Regions from separate parts of the Mus musculus genome. Here regions 1 and 3 are each linked to region 2. The links are chromatin contacts, called in public capture Hi-C and promoter capture Hi-C maps. All regions are on one chromosome and are shown on one strand. The core of a region is the stretch at or near the end of the contact, and the rest is flanking DNA. Distances in the headings are between cores, read along the strand shown. Region 1 holds the start of Atxn7 (ataxin 7). Region 2 holds the start of Cadps (Ca2+-dependent secretion activator). Region 3 holds the start of Psmd6 (proteasome (prosome, macropain) 26S subunit, non-ATPase, 6).

Evidence for each region. Promoter capture Hi-C pulls out the DNA fragments that hold promoters and counts their contacts. Capture Hi-C pulls out chosen DNA fragments and counts their contacts.
Region 1: a contact with region 2 is called in a capture Hi-C map of embryonic stem cells, with 5 times the contacts expected there. The contact joins the promoter of Atxn7 here to the promoter of Cadps in region 2. A contact is called at or near these places in 1 of 39 promoter capture datasets (cranial neural crest), 2 of 115 datasets of contacts at active chromatin or transcription factors (astrocytes and embryonic stem cells) and 1 of 9 other capture datasets (embryonic stem cells).
Region 3: a contact with region 2 is called in a promoter capture Hi-C map of second pharyngeal arch cranial neural crest. The contact joins the promoter of Psmd6 here to the promoter of Cadps in region 2. A contact is called at or near these places in 3 of 39 promoter capture datasets (frontonasal cranial neural crest, second pharyngeal arch cranial neural crest and stem cell-derived epiblast-like cells) and 1 of 115 datasets of contacts at active chromatin or transcription factors (astrocytes).

What each region holds. Positions count from the first base shown.
Region 1 is chr14:14,010,849-14,014,738 of GRCm38.p6, reverse strand. It overlaps Atxn7 (ataxin 7), which reads right to left and starts at 2,248. Exons shown (of 12, transcript NM_139227.4): 1 at 1,989-2,248; 2 at 1,370-1,666; 3 at 1,084-1,152. The coding sequence starts at 1,655.
Region 2 is chr14:12,821,077-12,825,011 of GRCm38.p6, reverse strand. Cadps (Ca2+-dependent secretion activator) reads left to right here and starts at 1,933. Exons shown (of 31, transcript NM_001042617.1): 1 at 1,933-2,708. The coding sequence starts at 2,274.
Region 3 is chr14:14,118,885-14,122,758 of GRCm38.p6, reverse strand. It overlaps Psmd6 (proteasome (prosome, macropain) 26S subunit, non-ATPase, 6), which reads left to right and starts at 1,814. Exons shown (of 8, transcript NM_025550.3): 1 at 1,814-2,020; 2 at 2,567-2,772. The coding sequence starts at 1,876.

The DNA of each region.
Region 1 (3,890 bases), core at 999-3,498, 1.2 Mb before region 2:
CTCACCAGACTGCCCAGGTAATCATTATGAATCAAAAGTCATAGAAAAAGGGTACTGTCAAAAGACAAATCTAAGTTTCCTGATTCCTAACCTGATTTTCATTGATAGCATACCTTTAGATCACCCTATCAGTAGAAGTCGATTTACTATGGTTAGTAAAATTCTGTATTCTTGTCCCCTTATCTGGCAAAGAATCCCAAATGTACTCCTTGCTTATGATGATCTTTTGGTAGCATTCTAAACATCGCTTTAAATTCCCCTACAAACAAGGGTACAGGGAGGCTTAAATACTTTTAGTTTTAAAGTACAAATACCGGTCATGGTGGTGCATGCCTTTATAATCCCAGCACTCAAGAGGCAGAGGCTGGCAGATCTCTCAGTTCAAAACTAGCCTGGTTGGTGGCACACGCCTTGCCCAACACTTGAGAGGCAGAGGCAAGTGGATTTCTGAGTTCGAGGCCAGCCTGGTCTACAAAGTGAGTTCCAGGACTGCCAGGGCTATACAGAGAAACCCTGTCTCGAAAAAACCGGAAGAAAACAAAAAAAAAAACAAAAAACAAAAAACAAAAAACAAATAACAGCCTGGTCTACAAAGCAAGTTCCCAGACAGCCAAGGCCATTTAGTAAAACCCTATCTTTAAAAGCCAAAATAATAATTATTATTCAAAATTCACTCTCTTTGCCTTAAGAAAACCTGGTTTGGTCAAGGCTCCTGCTCTACAGCATCCCCAGAAAGGCACTACTTTCCAAAGCTTAGAACTCTTTCTTTCCCCAGAAAGGCACTACTTTCCAATGCTTAGAACTCTTTCTTTCCAGGTGTTGTCCATAACTAAAGAGATATATGTTAAACTCCCTGCCTGCTTCCTATGCCCATCACTTTGAATTGCCCTTTCCAGAAGGGATCCAGGTTGCTGCCCATTACAGAGAGCCCCTAGAAATGAGATTTCTTCCTAAATGTTCTACCCACCCTCTTCCATCCTCTTCAGCAGAGACCTCAATGTGGCAAGCAGGGAAGGTGGGCTGAAGCAACAAGAAAACTTCCCCAAGGTTGGGTACAAACTCCACCAGGGGGGCTGGACTCACCTTCCCGGCAGAGCCCCATGACTTCGCGGTTTTTCCCAAACTCCTTGAAACTTTCATCCAATTCGGTCCCTAGGAGATATACACACACAGGAGGAGGGGAGAGGCAGGTCAGTGGCTAGGAGTGTGACGCACGCTCACGCACGCTCCGGGTAGGTGTGGGCACCCAGCAGAAGATAGCATCTCTGACCCCCGTGGGGGCGGCCACAGGACACGGCGCGGGGGAGGGGATCGGGGCCAGAGGAGGGGGGCGGGGGGGCGGGGGGAACCAGGAGGCGTGGACACTCACCATCCTTCCCAGGAAGTTTGGAAGCTTCCACCCACAGATTCCACGACTGTCCCAGCATCGCTTCGGGACTGGGCAAGGGCCTGCGCTCCCCAACCGTCGCCATGGCGGCGGCCGAGGTGGTGGTGTCCCCGGTGCCGCCGTCCTCCGCCCGTGGGCGCCGCAGCGGCGGGTGCTGCCGCTGGGGCTGCAGAGGCTGTGGCTGCTGCTGCTGCTGCCGGGCGGCCGCTGCTCCGCCCGCCGCGCGGCGCGGCTCCCCCCTGACGTCATCCGCGGCCCGCTCCGACATTCTTTCCGCTCCTACAATGTAACAAAAAGGGGGAAAAGAGTGGCGCGGGGGCCGCTTTTAAGGAGGCTCCGCGGAGTTCCGGCGGCGTGCGCGGCCCGCAGGCCCGCGGTGCTGTCAGCCCCCGGCCCCTGCCGCCGCCCGCCTCCCCGCCCGGGCGCAAAGTCCGCGGCGCCACCGGCTTTCGCTTTCGCCTCCCGCGGCCCTCGTAGGGCGCCGGCTGCGGCTGCCACTGCGGCGCTGGCCGCCCTGCCGGGCCCGGCTCGGGAGGCCAGCGCCCGGAGCCGAACTGCCGCGACCTCAGGCCTGCCTGCGCCCCGGCCCGCGGCTGCCCACCCTGCGGGCGCTCGCATCCCGGCCCAGCCGGCAGCCCCGCTCCTTCCTTCCGTCCGCGCGTCCGTCCGAGCGGCGGCGCCCGGCCGGCTCCCTTAAGCGGAGGCGCCTCCTGTCGCCTCCTCCCCCTCGCCGGTCCCTCCCTCTCTGCTCGCTCCGGCGAAGTTTGCACGTCAAGCCCCCGGAGTGGAGCCAGGGCGAAGTCGGAAACGCAGCCACCTATGGAAGAGCCTGCCGGTCGGCCCCGGCGCAGTAACGAAAGCGTCGCCCAGGCCCTCCCTCCGGAGCCCCGGGCACCAGCAATTCGCTCTGGGCTCGCGGGAGGCTGCACAGTAGCTGGAGCATGAATGGGAAGCAGCCACTGTGCGGACGCCCAGAAACCAAAGCTGCCAGTGGCAGGTGTGAAAATGCCGCCCAGGTGTTAGCCCAGGCGTCCGCATCGAGCCCCTGCTGCTTGGCCAGCCAGGAACGTGCACTTGAGTGCCCACAACTGAAGGTCACACTGTGTCCTGCGAACTTGAATTTCTTCTCCAGCAAGAAGGAAGCTACAAAATCAGTGTATCACTTTAAAGTTGGGTTGTTAGTCTCTCACTATTTATGGCTGTCTTTCCTAGAATCCGATGAGACCCCCATGGCTTAAGGAATATACCAGACGTTCGTCAGATTTGGATCACAAATTAATAAGCACTAGCACATACAGTCACCCCCTCCCCGACCATCAAACAAGTAAAGCACAGGAGTGGACCACCACAGGGTGCCTTTAGTTCCTATTAAGCTGTTATCTCATTTCAGTAAAGCAGCATCTTTTTAGCCTGCTCAGAGCCTCAGGCTTACAGGTGCCTTCTGGGACTGTATGAAGAGGTGAGCTTTCTCGACTTGCTGCTATTATCTGTTGGCTTTGGGGGGGGGGGCAAATATTTAGTAAGACAGATGTGACCAACATCTCTGTTGAAGTACAAAAAACCTTTCAAATGTTAAAATGAACGCAAAAGTGCATATGAAAATGTTTCCATAATATATTAAAGCCAGGACTTGGAGAAGGGGTTTGACATAGGTGCAAGTTTAAAAGCTTGAGCTGGGTGTGGTATGCACCCAGAGTCCCCAGTGTTTGGGAGGCTGAAGCAAGTGTGCAGCATCGTAATACAGGTGAGACTGAGAAACACAGTAAGAGCTTGTCTTAAATAAATAAAGCAGAAACACAATTTCTGTGAGACACATTTAGAAATGTGTCTATAGGGTCCCCCCCCCCCACTGGATTGCACACCAAGAAATCCAAAAAGGAATCTGCTGAGTGTTTATCAAAGGACAGTTGCTTTTTGAACACTCAGGCTATACACCTACATACAGATTCAACTAACTGAAGTTTGGAATATATTTTCCTTAATTTAAAAACTGAGCCTGGCATGGTGGCACACATCTTTAATCCCAGCACTTGGGAGGCAGAGGCAGGCGGATTTCTGAGTTCAAGGCCAGCCTGGTCTACAGAGTGAGTTCCAGGACATCCAGGGCTATACAGAGAAACCCTGTCTCGAAAAACCCAAAAAATTAAATAAATAAATAAATAAATAAATAAATAAAAATAAATAAATACTGTATCCATGCAGGGCAGTTACATATTTTTTAAAATTTATCTAAATACAATGTAACAACTATTTACATAGAATCTACATTTTATGTAAGTACTGTAAGTAATCCCGAGGTGATGTGCTGTAGACTGAGAGATGGTGTATAGGTTTTGTGTCATTTTATAGAAGGGATCTGAGCATCTGTCAATTTGGGATTCTGTGGGAGTCATGGAATATCAAGAGATGACTTTTAAATTTAAGATTTTTAAATCTAAAAAATAATTTCTGTAATAATGAGCAAGGTTAGAATACATATTACCATTACTAACATAGCTTGTGT
Region 2 (3,935 bases), core at 684-3,183:
TCTCCCTAAACAACCTCTTTATATGCTAAGCGCAGTCTCTCTGTATGGTCAAATGCATTATAATCCAGCTTTCTTTGTCCTCTTCACTCACCCATAGGGGAGCTCTACAAAGCTCTGTACTTTTCTTCCTGTGTCCTGTCATTACATCTCTCTGAGTCACCACTTCAACCTACAATATCCATTCCCCATGTTCCCTCTTGAAAGTTTCATTCTCTTATTTGATAATATAGTTCACTATATCCCAATTTGCTTTATTCATGAGAACCTTTTTCCATTTACAAACCTAGATTTGTTGACATTATGTTCGAAATAAACGTGCCGCACTTCTTTGTGTCTCCCAAAGGAGAATATACTCTTGTGAGAATCTTCTGAATGTTCCATGTCCAGAAGCACTTAGAGCAGTTCATTAACAAAAAAAAAAAAAAACAACCAAAAACCAAAAACCAAAAAACAAAAAAAAAACCAAAACAACAACAACAACAACAAAAAGCTTACTAACAGCTGTTGATCCACTGACTGGATTACCATAGTTTTCTGCTCCAGACAAACTGGTAAACATGTTTTATTTCCTCAGAAGAGTTTAATAGAACTGGTAGACTGTCAAAGTTTTCACACTGTTCAATTTTAAAATGTTAAATGAATTTTAAAAAGTGGGCCATTAAAAAATAAAGGCCATAAAAGCTTTATCTTTTATGTATGATAAAAACCAAATACTAGCAGTGAATATATTACTTAATTCAAAAAATGAAGAGAAATTTTTGGAGTGAAGTACAGATACATTTTGCTTTGAGTTCATTCACATATTTAATCAGGTTTACCAGAAAGCTTATAGTAAAACTCGTGGTAGATTGTAAAACACAGAACAACAGTTGTTATTTAAAATTTAAAGTCATGCTACTCATTTATAAAAAGCAGCTGATAAGGGAATTAGAAAATATGCGAGCATACAAGCTGAAGACTAGGTCTTTAACTGGTTTTCTGATGCATCTAAATTCTCTGGTTAGGTTCAGCACGCTGGCCAGCTCCCCCGTGCCTTCTGGTCCCTGTTGGCTTAAGAAAGGAAGGATTCCAGAATAAAGGCATCATCTGTATTAATAATGACATCATTTATATTAATAATGACAATTCCACAACTCAAAGTAAAGACAGTGTAACAGAGACAGTAAATTCGAAATTGCTGCTGCCGAGTTTGGGGGGTGTCTGATTTGGTGTGTGTGGTTCCTGTTCCTTCCCTCAGATCTTCATGGAGGAAGGAAGGGCTGAACAGCCAGAAACCTGGCAAGGTTCAGCAGAAAATACACGGACTTCTAGAGACTGAAAAAAGCTTCACTGACTTGGAGTTGGGGACGTTTGATTTCTACTTAAATAGCCGAACTTCATGATCCATACATTAATTCACTCTGATTTGATGCATTTGTATTTTACAGTGGTATTGATTGTTGGAATAGAGGTTTACACAGATGGAAAAAAAAAAAAAAACACACACTGCCTCCCCTTCCCACTGCTCCCTCCCAGCCACCACACCCCAGTTGAGAAGTCTGAAGGTAACATCTCACTGAATTCCTCTTTCTGTGACCTTTGGACGCCTGCAGAAAGCCTGGTTTTTGCTGGTCAGAAGCTACCATTGGCTTCTTTATTTTCCCTCCCCACCCCTGGAGGGAAAAAAAAAAACTTTTTGTCCCCGGGAGGGGAAAAGAGGACGAGGTAAAGAGAAGTGGTCTAAATAGGACAGGGGGCAAGGAAGACTGGGGGGCATGAGGGTCAAAAGTAGTGAAGCTCTTTTGGGGCGCACCGCACTTCCCCCCTCTAGGCCTTTGCAGTCGCCCTCTCCGCCGCGGACACTGGAGAGTTAAGCCAATAAACACGTAAGCGCCGCTCGCTCCCCAATCGGCAAGATGCCTCTCCTGCTCTTGGCTGCATCGACAGCTTGCAACACTCGGCATCTTTTCTGGAGGCGCCTTCTTCAGCGGCTGCAGATGGCATCCGGCTGCGGGCTCCGGGCTCGCAATTGATTCTCGCCCTTGCCCACCTCGGGTGCACACACGCACCTCTCCCTTCTCCTCCTCCCCTCGCGCTCCTGGGTCTGCGCTCAGCTCGCGCTCGCCGGGCGGAGGAAGCAGTCGCGGCGGCCGAAGCTGAGCAGCAGCGCTCGCTCTCCCTGACCTAGGAAGAAGCGCCTACCCGGACAGCCGACCCTTGGCTGCCTCCAGCGCCCCCCACCTTTTGCACCCCAAGGCGGGGGCTCCGGGGACCCCCCTCTCCCAGGCGCTACCATGCTGGACCCTTCGTCCAGCGAAGAGGAGTCAGATGAGATCCTGGAAGAGGAGAGGGGCAAGGATGTGCTGGGCTCGGCCGCGTCTGGAGCGCGCCTGTCTCCCAGCCGCACCAGCGAGGGCTCGGCAGGCAGCGCCGGGATGGGGGGCAGTGGCGCCGGGGCCGGGGTGGGCGCCGGCGGCGGTGGGGGTAGCGGCGCGAGCAGCGGCGGCGGGGCCGGGGGGCTGCAGCCCAGCAGCCGCGCCGGCGGCGGCCGGCCTTCCAGCCCTAGCCCGTCGGTGGTGAGCGAGAAGGAGAAGGAAGAGTTGGAGAGGCTGCAGAAGGAGGAGGAAGAGAGGAAGAAGAGGCTGCAGCTGTACGTGTTCGTGATGCGCTGCATCGCCTACCCCTTCAACGCCAAGCAGCCCACCGACATGGCTCGGCGGCAGCAGAAGGTAGGTGCGCCGCGAGGCCGGGGAGCGGCGCCTTATTGTCGCCCGGCAAGCGGGCGGGGCGAACAATAGGAACCCGCGGCGCAGCTGGCTAGGAGGAGCTGGGGAAGGTGAAGACCGCGCCCTGGGATTAGGGGCCCCGTCTTGCCACCGCCCAGCTTGACTCGGGAGATGTCCCTGGGATGTGACAGGGGCCTACGGCACAGGGCTGCGCGCACGGGCCTCCCTGTGGGGGGAGCCAGGCGGGAAAGTCCCGCTCGCTCTGTGACCTAAGTGGCGCGGGAAGTGACTTGCAGCTGGCAGCTCTCACAGAGGCCTTGTCTCTTTCGGAGCTCCCTGCGCTCCCGAGTGGCGGCGGCTGCGTTGCGCTCTGGCCCGCCCTCCGGGGCGTGCACTAGGCGGGCGCAGGCTCCTGGCAGGTCAGGGCGCGGGTGTGGAGCTCTAGCATCGCTGGACTCTTGGGGCAGCGGGCAGCCGCAGGGGCACGCAGGGGAGAAAAAAAAAAAAGCCAGCCCAGGAAGCGAGTTTTCCAGTGACTTAGCCAAGGGCGCCCCCTCCCAACCTGGTCAGCTGATCGCCACCTAGGGTAACCTAGGGGTCGTCCTGCAGCAGCGTTTTCCTCTTGCCAGTAGTCCCTCCAATCCTTTTCCCCTTCTTCATGGATCCCAGAGCAGGGGCGCGCCTAGTGGGTCCCTGTGCCTGGGGTTAGCACTTCTCTCATACCCTCCTTTGACCATCTTCTCCTCCCAAGGTGACTTCGCCGCCACCTTCTGGCTTCGCTGAGGCTCTCCAAGTCCTCTTGTTACTGGATTGATAAAAGTGCAGCTGCAAACAGCTTCTCAGTTATAGTCATAAAAAGCTTTTTGTGTCTGAGGCAGAGGCAAGGCCATGCTGGCTTTGAGCTACTTTTGATGGGGGGGTGGGGGGTGGGGCATTACTATCTCCAACCCGAGAAAGGACAAAAGGGAGGTGAGGTCACCAGGGGCTGAGGGCCAGTGAGGAGGATCAGCCAGAAAGGGGTCAGGAGCTCAGTGGGAGTGAGTGCACTCGGTTTAGTCTCTGGGAACAAATGAAGCATTTAAGCTTGCATGAGGTCAGTTGAACCCGGGAGTCATGGGAGGTTCTAGCTGTAGCCCATCAAGGTTGTGAGACTATTTCTTAAAATAGTAGTTTAAGAATCGTTGCTGCCATTTAAATCTAAATTTTATGTTGCTCAAGTAAGATGTTGGA
Region 3 (3,874 bases), core at 565-3,064, 1.3 Mb before region 2:
ATGCTTGGAGCCAACCATCAGACTGAGCTCAGGAACTTAGGTGGGGGAGCTGGTGGGAGGACTGGAGGAGCAGAGGGGGATTGCAACCCCATAGAAAGAACAACTGGATCACCCAGTGCTCCCAGGGACTAGACTACAAACCAAGGCGTGTACAGGACACTATACACTGGATCAGTGGGTAGGAGAGGGTAGGTGGGGTTGGAAGAGCACCCTCATAGAGGCAAAGGGGAAGGAAAAGAGGGCAGATATGGGATGGGGGATGGGGCTTGTGGAAGGGTTACTCGGAAGTGAGATATCATTTGAGATGTAAATGAATGGGATGATTAATAAATAAATAAACCCATTTTTTGTTTACAAGTGAATTATGGACACTAGTGTATTCGTATTTCATGCATAGTATGAACCCAGTCTTGAAATATCTCTATACTGGGCTTGATTTAAAGCTCTAGTTCCTCTTGCCCTAAACCCATTCATGAATGTCTTAGGATGCTTCCTACAGAATCTTTCTTGAAAGGATTGATGATCAGTTTCCATACAAAGTTATAACATTCTGATAACATAAAATAGCACCAATTCTAGCACATCCTTGTGTTGTACTGTTCCAAAAGTCAGACATATGGTAACCATCACATAGAGTGTGATACCTGGATCCACACATCCTTCATGGGACATCATATTTCAGAACCCAGAAGAATTTTGGGCCAGCATAAAAGATCCACTGCAGTAGAAGTTGAGCTTGTGTTCAAAGGTAAACTTCTAGTAGGAATTCAACAACTGAGATGCAAATCCTGGCTTTAAGTCTCTGTGGTAAGATAAGTCTCTGTGTTGAGATTCTCTCGGGGTAGCAGATTACAGTCATCACAATTGCAGGGCCTAACAAAAGCAAAGGACAGAAAGTCCGTGCAGTGGGTTTACTAGTTACTTTTTCTTGCTGTGATAAAACGCCATGACCAAAGCAGCTCATGAGTCTAATTTGGTTTGCACTTTCTGAGAGTCCTTAGTAGTGGCAGGGGCATAGAAACAGGCTGGAACAAGAACCTGGGAGATCACATCTTCAACCACACAGAGAGAACATAGAAAGAATTGGAAATGGGGTGAGGTCAGAAATTCTCAAACCTACCCCAGTGAGCGACTGCCTAAAGCAGGGTTTACACCTTTTTATGGTTCCTTAAGGTGTCCAAACAGCACCACCAATGGGGACCATGTGGTCAAATATTGAAACTCAGTGGGACATTTCTCATTGTGTCACACAGTAGGATTTATAGACCATTACCCATTCTGAAGACTCCTCCAACATGTGCACACAAAAATAATGTAAATCACTGAATTAATAATTGGAAACACGGGGTACTCTTTTCTTAGAATAGGGAAGAATGTGGATTTTAAATGTAAGGAAGATAGGTTCTACACAGGCCTTGTCATGTAGCTGGTGTGTAACCTTAGCTGGCCACTTTTCAAATCTCGCTATGTTCCAGTTTGTTTGTCTACAATCTGGACCAAAAGAATCTCTCCCTAGTTCAAGAGTATTGAAACAAAGATGTCCCTGGAAAACTGTTTTTATTGTTTTTCTCATCTGTGTTATATTTTAAAACTGTTGGCGGATTTCCAGATCCTATCCGTTGCAAATATTATATAAAAAGGAAGAAAAAAAGATACTCAAGAAATGAAAGTTGGGCCCAACTCTGACCTAAAGAAAAAGGGGACAGCGCCAGGTGCTCCCGCCGATGTCCAGCAGGGGACGCTGCGGGCGGCGGAGCCAGAGACGCGACCGGAAGTCAGACTGGCGGCTCTGGGGAACCTGTGACGACTCCTCCTGCTTCCGCTGGTGGCCCAGGGCTGTGCTTGGTTCTGTCAGCCGGCTCCTGTGCTGTAGCCATGCCGCTAGAAAACCTAGAAGAAGAGGGACTGCCCAAGAACCCCGACCTGCGCATCGCGCAGCTGCGGTTTCTGCTTAGCCTGCCGGAGCACCGCGGGGACGCGGCGGTGCGCGAGGAGTTGATGGCGGCCGTCCGGGAAAACAGTGAGGCCAGCGAGCGCCGAGTCAGCGGCCTAGGCGGGGCGGTCGGGGTGCCTGGCGGGCGTCTCCGGTCGAGGCTTCATGGAGACCCCTAGGGAGGCCTCCTGGACCCGAGAGGGGCTTGCTTGCCTTAGTGGGTTCTTCCCCGCCGCGAGACGTCCAGGGAAGCCTCGGGTGCTTGTCGCGGCTGGACTCCCGGCAAAGGCGCCGCGGCTTTAGTGATGCCTGTCGGTGTTTAGCTGCCGGCCAAGGGACAGTCAGGGTTCTGTCCCTAGTAGTCGAGTCGAATCGGTGTCCTTTCCCTGACATGAGGACTCCTTTGGAACAGGAGCCGACCAGAGCAAACTGAGGATTCGATTCCCTTCCCCTTGGCCTTAGTCGCGATCAGACCTGCTAAGATCGGCTCTCAAGCAGGCTCCCAGCTTCAAACCTTAGCCGTGCTACCCAGGCCCATAGTTGGGAGGCGTCTGCTAGCTGACCTTCGGTGGGGTGGGAAAAGCGAGCAGAAGCTAACAGGATACCTCATAATGCGTGATTTGTGGCTTTTAGATATGGCTCCTTATTATGAAGCCTTGTGTAAATCCCTCGACTGGCAGATGGACGTGGATCTCCTGAGTAAAATGAAGAAAGCAAACGAAGAAGAGTTGAAACGTTTGGATGAGGAGCTGGAGGATGCAGAGAAGAATCTGGGAGAAAGTGAAATTCGAGATGCAATGATGGCAAAAGCAGAGTACCTCTGTCAGATAGGTGACAAGGTCAGTGAGATGCCCTGCCCGCTCTGGGTAGGTGACAGGGTCAGTGAGATGCCCTGCCCGCTCTGGGTAGGTGACAGGGTCAGTGAGATGCCCTGCCCGCTCTGCAGATGAGAGGTGCTCCCTATTTTCTGGAGGTACAGACCAATGTTGTACATCAGTGCAAATGAGTAATATCTCACTGGATAAGAGAATCTTTCTGTTTTAACTGGAAGGATAATCATATTTACCTGTACTGAAGAGTCAGTACAGGAACAGTAGATACATGACAATGTTGCAGCACCCAATTCCCTGCTCTTAACAGAGCAAGGTGTGCGTTAGTCTTCCTTACTGTGTCATTAAAAACAAGTACACATGAGGCTAGAGAGAAGAGGCTTGGTGGTTTAAGACTGTATACTGCAGATCATCCTGGAGGAGACCTAAGTGCAGTTCCCACCACCCACATCAAGAGGTTCACAATACCAGCTCCCAGGTATCTGATCCCTCCAGCCTCCAAAGACATCTGCATTCATGCACACATACCCCCAGACACACATATACATACTTGAGAATAATAAAAATACTTCTCCAGAACAAAACAAGGGTGCAGAGGTTTTGCCCCCTCTGTTGACAACATTGGGGTCATTTTCAGTAGTAACTTAAGTGGTTGGGAAGCAAAGATTGTACATTTTAAAAGGTTTACAACTGCCAGGCAGTGGGGGCACACGCCTTTAGTCCCAGCACTTGGGAGGCAGAGGCAGGAGGACTTCTGAGTTCGAGGCCAGCCTGGTGTACAGAGTGAGTTCCAGGACAGCCAGGGCTACAGAGAAACCCTGTCTCGAATTGTTTTTTTACAGTAGGAGGCTGGAGCGATGGCTCGGGTTAAGAGTGTTGGTTGCTCTCAAAGAGGACCCGGGCTTGATTCATGATCTCCATATGAAGCTTACAGCCCACCCCACTTTAATTCCAGTTCTGGGAGATCCAATACTGTCTTCTGACCCCTGCTGGCACCTACCAGGCAAGCACCATCATGCACAGACATACATTTAGACAGTATACTCAAAGACATAAAGTAAATCTAAAAGAATTTATAGTAGTAACTTACAAAGCTCTTTGATAGTGCAGT